Regions from separate parts of the Sus scrofa genome. Here regions 1 and 2 are each linked to region 3. A link is a contact called in public HiChIP or PLAC-seq data. All regions are on one chromosome and are shown on one strand. Each heading gives the region's core, a stretch centred on a gene start, on an enhancer-like site or on the middle of the called end of the contact. The rest is flanking DNA. Distances are from core to core; before and after follow the strand shown. Region 1 overlaps NR3C1 (nuclear receptor subfamily 3 group C member 1). Region 2 overlaps ARHGAP26 (rho GTPase-activating protein 26). Region 3 has its middle 320 kb from the start of YIPF5.

Region 1 (2,700 bases), core at 128-2,627, 520 kb before region 3:
TCATGACTGACATTGTCTATGCTCCTAATGCATTCTTTTAAAATAAAAGCAAAGAATGATGAAACGACAGCCAAGACAGAATATGGGATAATAGAAAACTGGAGAGTGTAACTTATTTCACTTTGTTTCTCATTTTTGAAATGGGGCTGGTAAAAAACCTTCCTCCCTAGCTCAAAAAGGTAGTTTGAAGACCAAAATAATTATCATTCTGCCTTTCAGTTTAATTCTAGTACAGACACAGAAGGCTTCAACAGTATATCCATCCCGCCAATTACTCTTGGGATATCATGAGATCACTAATTAGGACCTTCACATCAGCATGCAGTACATTAATCAATGTGTTAGCATACTAAAGTGATACAATTCCAATCTAAAAAGAAACGATTTTTTTAATGTGGCTTATACATATGCCTTACTGGGGAGCAAATACCTGCCTTTCTCAATGTATAGAAATAGAGCAAATGCCGGAGAGTTCCCGTCGTGGCTCGGTGATTAACGAATCTGGCTAGGGACCATGACGGCTAGGGACCATGACGTTGCAGGTTCGATCCCTGGCCTTACTCAGTGGGTTAAGGATCTGGCGTTGCTGTGAGCTGTGGTATAGGTTGCAGACGAGTCTTGGATCCTGCGATCCTGCGTTGCTGTGGCTCTGGCATAGGCCAGCGACTACAGCTCCAATTAGACCCCAACCTGGGAACCTCCATATGCCATGGGAGCAGACCTGGAAAAGACAAAAAAAAAAAAAAAAAAAAAAAGAGCAAATGCCTCATGAATCATAAAATCGATATAAAATCAATTTTTTTTTTTTTGCAGTACTCTTCAAAGACTGAAGGTTTTCATCATGATTTTACTTAGTCTTGCAGAGACTGACTTTTATAGATGCTACACTTACTAGTATGCTCCTAGGAACCCTGGTTCTTTGTTAATAATTAAGGAAAAAAGGATATGATGGTCAGAAATTAGCAAAACTAAATGTTTATTTAATACAAAGGCAGATTTCTAGATTCCAGGACCTCTCAAAGCTATAATTATGCACTCTTCAGGGAGGGAAACACATGGGTTTCCCAAACTTAAACTTCACTGTTGCTGACATCTTAGAAAATGCTGGACTAGAAGAAAAGCAGTGGGTTTAGGAATTCATTCTTAAGTTGTCCTGTGGACTTGAGTATAACCTCTGTGAACCTGTTTCCTACTCTTTCTCAGTGGATTTTTAACATTTCTTTTTAAAAATTTAGATATAATTAGCATACTATATTCAAGTGCGTAACACAATGATTCAGTATTTGTATATATTGGAAAATGATCACCACAGTAAGTCTAACTACTAACATCCCTTACCACAAATTGTGAAAAATATTTTCTTCTTGTGATGAAACCTTTTTAAGACATACGCTCAGCAACCTTCAGACATACAATAGTACTGTTAACCACAGACGCCATGCTGCACATTACATCCCAGAACTTCCTTTACACTTTCCAACCCTCTTCACCTATGCCTCCCCTCCACCAAACACACCCCACCAGCACACACACCTCTGGCATCCACCAATACATAGCAAGGAGCTTTTGTTTTTAGATTACACATAAGTAGGATTGTATGGTATCTGTCTTTCTCTGTCTTATTTTACCCAGCATAATGCCCACCCATGTTGTTCTAAGTGGTGAGATTTTATTCTTTCTTTGGGGCAGGGTCCTTTCTATTCACATTTTCTTCATCCAGTCCTCCTTTGATGGATACCTAGGTTGTTTCTGTATCTTGGCTATTATAAATAATTCTACAGTGAACATGGTGCATGTATCTGTCTGACTTAATGCTTTTATTTTTTTTGGCTAAATATCCCAAAGTGGAATTGCTGGCTCATACAGTAGTTCTATTTTAAATTTGCTGGAAAACCCTCATACTGTTTTCTCTAGTGGCTACACCAATTTAAATTCCCCGAGGAGTGCACAGAGGTTCCTTTTTCTCCACACCTTCACCAACACTTTTTTGTGTGTGGCCACACCTGTGGCATGTGGATGTTCCTTGCCTCAGGATTGAACTCTCATCACAGCAGTGACCCAGGCTGCTACAGTGACCACACAAGATACTTAACCCACTGCGCCACAAGGGAATTCTACTGCTTGTTATCTTTGGACATTGTGATAGTAGCCATTCTAATAGATGTAAGGTGATAGCTCAGCATGGTTTTGATTTACATGCATTTCCCTGATGAATAAAGATAGACATACTTGTTGACTAACTGTACGTCTTTGTGAAATACCTATTCAGGTCCTTCCCCATTTTAAAAATCAGGGTATTCGTTTTTTTTTTTTTTTTTTTTTTTTTTTTTGCTATTGAGTTGTATGAGTTCTTTATAGTTTAGGATATTAACTGCTTATCAGAGACATGATTTACAAATATTTCCTCCCATTTCTTGGGATGACTCATCATTTTGCTGATAAGCTTCCTTTGCTGTGCAGAAACTCTTTAGAATGCTATAGTCTCATTTGTTTATTTTGCTTTTGTTGCTTTTGGTGTCCGATCCACAAAAACTTCAAGCCGACATCAAGGAGCTTACCGCCTATGTCTTCTGCCTATGTTTTCTTCCAGGACTTTTACGATTTCAGGTCTTAGATACTAGTCCAGTTTCATTCTTTAGCAAGATGTCCAGTTATCCCAACATCTTTATTGACAAGACTGTCCATTCCCCATTACATATT
Region 2 (2,700 bases), core at 66-2,565, 790 kb before region 3:
GGTGAGAGGACAGGCTCCCAACAATGAAGCCTCAAATGAAGCTGAATGTGTCACCCCCGGATGCCCTGGGCCCTTTTCTGGACGAAACAGGACTTTGTTCTGTGTGCGGGAAGGACAGTCTCTGCCTTAGCGGCCTCTGGGGAGCTCTTAGCTGGCGGTTCTTTTTATCCAGCTCAACTCTGCCTTCCTGGGACTCCACCCTGGCTTTGATCTCCTGCAGACTAGCAGGTCTCCCCCTTCGTCCACGTCCACGTGGCAGCCCTTTGAGTCTTTGAAGACCGACATTGCGGTGTCCTGAAGGCTTCTCTTCTCCAGCCGGAGCTGGGGTTTGGGGACACATGCATCGGGCAGGAGCAAAATGTCTGATGGGTGAGAGCAGAGACAGGATCCAGCAAGAGCGGGGAGAAGGCCAGTGTCAAGGTCAAATGAGAGGGCAGACCCTGACCTTGGGCAGTAGGAAGGGACATGGGTGAGAGGGGCAGGTTCCAGATCCACGGCAGTGCTAGAGCAGGTGGATCTTGGCCCCGGGTGGGTATGTGGGGTAGAAGGAAGGGCACACTCAGGGGTGACGTGAATGCGCTTTCTTCCAGCCTCTGCTTTGCCGCTTCTTTTTCTTTGTTCTTCGCTCTAGAGGGCCCTATGAAGCTTAACTAGGCTTTTCTCTCATGAACTTTTTTTTTTTTTTGTATTTGCCACAACTCTTGGCTGCAAGCAATAGGAACACAATCCTTTACAGGGATGGATATTGTTGGTTCATTCATGGGAAGAGCGGGGGTGACACAGACGCATTTAGGTTAAAGGCTTCAACATGCCATCAGAAGCCCCTCTCCCTGCATATCTGGGCTCCACCTTGGCCTGTTTTCAGGCTCTGCCTTTGCGATGGCAGAGTCAGCCACGGAACCTCTAGGCCTGTATCCTACTGTCCTAGCAAGACGGAAAGGCCTCATCCCCTAGTTGTGATAGAAAGTGTTAAAAGCCAGTCTCGTTGACTGCCTTTGGCCTGGGGCGAATCACATGCACCCTAGGATGCAAAGTCGGGATCCCCCAGGCAAACCTGAAGATGGAATTGGGCTCAGCCTCCCCAGCCCAAGCAGCATGGGCTTGGTGGTAGGGTGGCTCCCAAGGAAACAGGAACATGCATGCCGAGCAGAGGGAGTGGGAGCAGGCGTTCCGAGCCCTTGGCTGCCCCCGTGTTACTGAGGCATCATCCGGGAGGCAAATCTTTGACAGCCAGAGGCACAAAGCAGCAGGCTATGCTGGAACGAATGGAACAGAAAGTGTGTTTTTCTGTCCACCTTCATTGTCTTAGTCATGTTGAGCAGCAGGCAATTATTTCTGTTCACCAGCCTGCTGGCGTGATGGCCAGCAAGGCTTCCAGGGCCCCCAGAGACTGGCCAGTTGGCTTTGGGAGCGCAGTCGTCTGGTCACGTGTGCTGGGCCATTTTCCAGGAGATGGCTTTGTGTTGAGGTGCCTCTGTTGCCTGGAGGGGCCGGGGGAGGGTGTTGCTCAGCACCGTGAGCTGCAGTTACCCCTCTCTGGTGACCCATGGACTCTTAGTGACCTCATGGACTCTTAGCATCGCTTGCTGTCCATGGTCAGGTGTAGAGCTCACATTCCATGGTGAAAATACCCCAGAAAGTAAATGGCTGTGTGAGGGATTTTGGTAGCCTCGCGTTAAGCCGGATAAAGTAAATCTGCTTCATTCTGGCTCATGATTGGAGCTGAATTGCGTATTTCCCTTTTTCTCTAAGGTGGAGATTCCTAGAGAACCTGCCGCTTGTTTGGAAGCATGACACACGCTCACCCAGCAATGACACATCCGGCTTCCTTTTTCTGTCTGGCTGATGCTTCAGTGCGTTGTCCTCATTGCTTCATCATGGGGACTTTTAAAGAAAGTTTTCCATCGCTCTTGTTTCCTCTGCTCACAAAATGTCCATCCAAGTTGATGCGTATTGAGTGGCCTGCTCACTTGCAGTTACTAAACCTCTTTGCATGTAATTCTGCAGGGCAAGAACCAGGCCTTCATGTTTGTTCAGGAGTAAGTCACAGGGAAGAGCCATCAGATATATTTTTATTGGTTTCGCTTTCGAAAGACCTCCCTGAGACAGTAAATGCTGTACCGGGAGCCATGGGGTGGGCGAGCCCGAGGACGCATTGCCAGGTGAGAATTAGAAAAGCAGTAGTGGCCACCTGACATTGTTCCCTGGAGGAAGTCGCCTGGGCTGTGGTGATGAGAGGCATGTTTCTAATGCGAGAAGGAGGAACCAATGCACAGCTCCCAAGCTCTGGCCCTTTGAGTTAAGGCGCATCCTTATCTGCTCCAAGCTCTTCAGATTGGTTTTATCCCCACAGGCTTAAGACTCAAACAGTTCATTCTTTTTTTTTTTCTTTTTTCCTTCATTATGGTTTATTATAGGGTACTGAATATAGTTCCCTGTGCTACATAGTAAGTCCTTGTTGTGTCTCTATGTTATACATAATAGTTTGCATCTGCTAATCCCAAACTCCCATTTTATCCCTCCCCCACCCCCTTTCCCCTTTGGTAACCATAATTCTGTTCTCTATGTCTGTGAGTCTGTTTCTGTTTTATAAATAAGTTCCTTTGGATCGTATTTTAAATTCTACATGTAAGTGACAGCATATGGTGTGTTTCTTTCTCTGACTTGCTTCACTTAGTATGATAACCTTGAGGTCCATCT
Region 3 (2,700 bases), core at 27-2,526:
TTTGGAGCAGGAACAAGACCACCACTAAATTGACCTTCCCTGGAGTCCAGGTTGGACAAGAGAAGTCAGAAACAGGGAGGGAGCCTGAGAGCATAGCAAAGGCCGACTAGGATCCAAGGGTGTGTGAGAGGAACATACACAAGAGGCCACAATTCAGAAGGACTGGAAACTTCAAGATCACAGCAGAGAAGACCGCTTTGAGGCAAGGCTTCCAGGTAACCAGAGTGGAAAAGGATATCCTAAGAGCCAAGGTCAAGAAACTGGTGGACCGAGAGCTGAGGTCACCAGAGATAATAGTTTACCACTTGTCACTATTCATGGTACCTATAACTGCAATCCCACATTATTTGTTGGTTTATTTGCTATCTTTTTTTTTTTTTTTTTTACCACCCCAACTAGATTATACTCAAGGGCAAGGACCAGGTATGTCTCAGTGTGATATCTAGGATCAATCATAATCAGAGATACTTGTTGCATATTTGGAGGATAAATGAGTGATTGAAGGGTTAGGGTTGTGACTGTACTTCAATCTCTCATTTGTCCTTTCACATTTGAAGGTGACTGTGCTTTCAGAAGTTGGGTGATGTGAGTGAAAACCATTTGAGAGTTATGAAGACATAATTTTACTGAGCTATTCAACCTCAGGATTTATATACAATTGCTCGTATTGTTTTTAGGTCCTGAATTTATTCTCTCTACCTTGAAAGTGCATGTTCTTCAAAGGCAAGAGCAAAATTCTATATAATACTTCATTTCTATTCCCAGAGCACTCAGCCTAGGGCTGTAATAATACTAAGTGGATGCATATCAGCCTTGAGGAGTGGGGTGGGGTGGTAGTTAAACATTTTTGTAGTTACACAGAACCACTTCTGTCAATGCTGTTTGACAGAAGCTTCCATATCAGCAACATAAGGACAAAAAGGAGGACATAGCTCATAGGGTTGATACAAAGCTTAAATGAGAGAATGTGTATAACCATTTATCAGTGCCATGTGCACAGTTGTCCATGCATGGTAGCAAAAGATAAAAAGAATTTTTACTCTGTTGTTTAGACCATGTGAGCTATTGCATTTAGGGTTTGTCATTATCTGCATCAATTATACTCTCATGCTCTTCTTGGAACCTTGCCCCAAAGGAACACTTCCTTTCCTGGTTTGCTTCAGCAGCAAGGATTCTGCCCCAGCACCAGTCTTCCGCAGGACCAGTTTGGTCTGCCAGCTCTGGTGGAGGGGAGGGGCGGGGCTGATGACCCCAGAGGCCAATCTGGGTGTGCACAGCTGCATGCTGCCCTCTGGTGGTGGCCTTTTGGGCTGCCCCATCTCTGCACTGGACTTTCCCAGGGCTGTGCTGACCGAAAGGTACAGGGACAAACCACAGAATGAGCACCCATAGGGAATTGCCTCGAGGATTACGGGCTGGTGATGAGGGATGCACTGCACCAACTATTCTATTTGGCTCAGTTCCTCTTATGCATTATGGGGATGTGCAATCTATACCAGTGAAAAACTCAGTATCTTCAAGCATTATAAGGTCTTTGGAGCTCAGGTGACATGGTTCCAAGGCTTTGAGAGGGGGAGTAATCAGCCTAAGATCACACTACTCAGCTGTGACATTGGCCTCTTAAGTTCTGTGTGATGGTTCACCTGCCAGACTGCTTTCCTTCTGTAAGGAAAAGTCGGGGTTCTTGCCATAAGAGAGAATTTCCTACAGGAAGGCTTCAGCATTGCCTCAGGTGAAATTACCCTAAAAGACCACAGAAGACCCGGGAGCCCACCTTGTTTCTTCCCTTTCCTTCATGCTTTCTACTCAATAGCAAGTCAGACTCTTCACTTTCCCATCTCCCATAGCTGTTCCCTGTTTCCCACCTCATCTGTACTAAGCAGCACTATGCAGGAGTTCTTTGGCTTGGATGACTACACTGCTTTCCTACAATCACCAGCCCCCTCCCTGAAGTACCCTCTTTCCCCAGGATCCTCCTTCTCTCATTATTCTTGATCATGTTTCCCTATTCCTTCATAGCAGGAATCACTATTCATAATTTCTTCTTTCTTTCCTTAATGAATATCCTCTATGAAGAATAACTTCCAGGAAAGCAGAGCTCTTGTCTTCCCACTGCTATATTCTCAATGTCTGGTACATAATAGATGCTCAGAAAGGTGCTTGTTGTGGGAAAAACTGCACTTTAGATCTTGAGCAACTTGCTAAATTTCTACAACTTGCAGCTGCTCCCTTGCCATGTCCAACTGCACAGAATCATCTTAATCAGACTGTGCTCTTATGTTGGTTGTCTGAGTGAATGAGCACATAGAAGGGGTCTCATTTCCCCCAGAGCAAGCCTTGTGTGCATGTTTATACATGCATAGAGCAAATTTTATATATTTATACAAATTACATTTCTGCCTCCATGTCATTTACAATAGCTAGTGAATACGTGTTCCTTCTCCTATGCCTCACTGTAAGTCACAGTAACAAGATTTTACAGCACTAAATGCCATCCCAGTACATTAATACAAACTTGATATTATGTTAATTTGGTGGTGGTTTCTCCCTGTAACTAGGCATTCTGGAATCATATCCAAGAAAAATAATTGAATAGGGAAAGAGACTGTAGTTGCCATTAAATTAAAACCAGAGATCATGTTGTGTGTTATTCTTCTCTGGTTCCACCTATAGCAATAACTGGAAAGGGGTCCTTAAGGG

Evidence for each region. HiChIP or PLAC-seq counts read pairs in DNA pulled down with a chosen protein or histone mark.
Region 1: an H3K27ac HiChIP or PLAC-seq map of alveolar macrophages shows a contact between it and region 3. The contact joins two enhancer-like sites. A contact is called at or near these places in 2 of 47 Hi-C or Micro-C datasets (embryonic fibroblasts and epiblast stem cells) and 1 of 2 datasets of contacts at active chromatin or transcription factors (alveolar macrophages).
Region 2: a contact with region 3 is called in an H3K27ac HiChIP or PLAC-seq map of alveolar macrophages. The contact joins two enhancer-like sites. A contact is called at or near these places in 14 of 47 Hi-C or Micro-C datasets (embryonic fibroblasts, epiblast stem cells, fetal heart ventricle and 9 more) and 2 of 2 datasets of contacts at active chromatin or transcription factors (alveolar macrophages and skeletal muscle).

Annotation. Positions count from the first base shown.
Region 1 is chr2:144,827,899-144,830,598 of Sscrofa11.1, forward strand. All of the region lies in intron 8 of NR3C1 (nuclear receptor subfamily 3 group C member 1), which reads right to left. Among named protein-coding and RNA genes, the nearest start is that of NR3C1, 100 kb to the right of the region's middle. Within about 2 kb of position 1,378, at least 1 of the 83 cell types and tissues checked has an H3K27ac peak or open chromatin away from gene starts, as enhancers often do. A contact at or near this core is called in alveolar macrophages, where this site is marked.
Region 2 is chr2:144,557,921-144,560,620 of Sscrofa11.1, forward strand. All of the region lies in intron 11 of ARHGAP26 (rho GTPase-activating protein 26), which reads left to right. Among named protein-coding and RNA genes, the nearest start is that of ARHGAP26, 260 kb to the left of the region's middle. Within about 2 kb of position 1,316, at least 7 of the 83 cell types and tissues checked have an H3K27ac peak or open chromatin away from gene starts, as enhancers often do. A contact at or near this core is called in alveolar macrophages, where this site is marked.
Region 3 is chr2:145,350,400-145,353,099 of Sscrofa11.1, forward strand. No RefSeq gene overlaps it. Among named protein-coding and RNA genes, the nearest start is that of YIPF5, 320 kb to the right of the region's middle. Within about 2 kb of position 1,277, at least 2 of the 83 cell types and tissues checked have an H3K27ac peak or open chromatin away from gene starts, as enhancers often do. A contact at or near this core is called in alveolar macrophages, where this site is marked.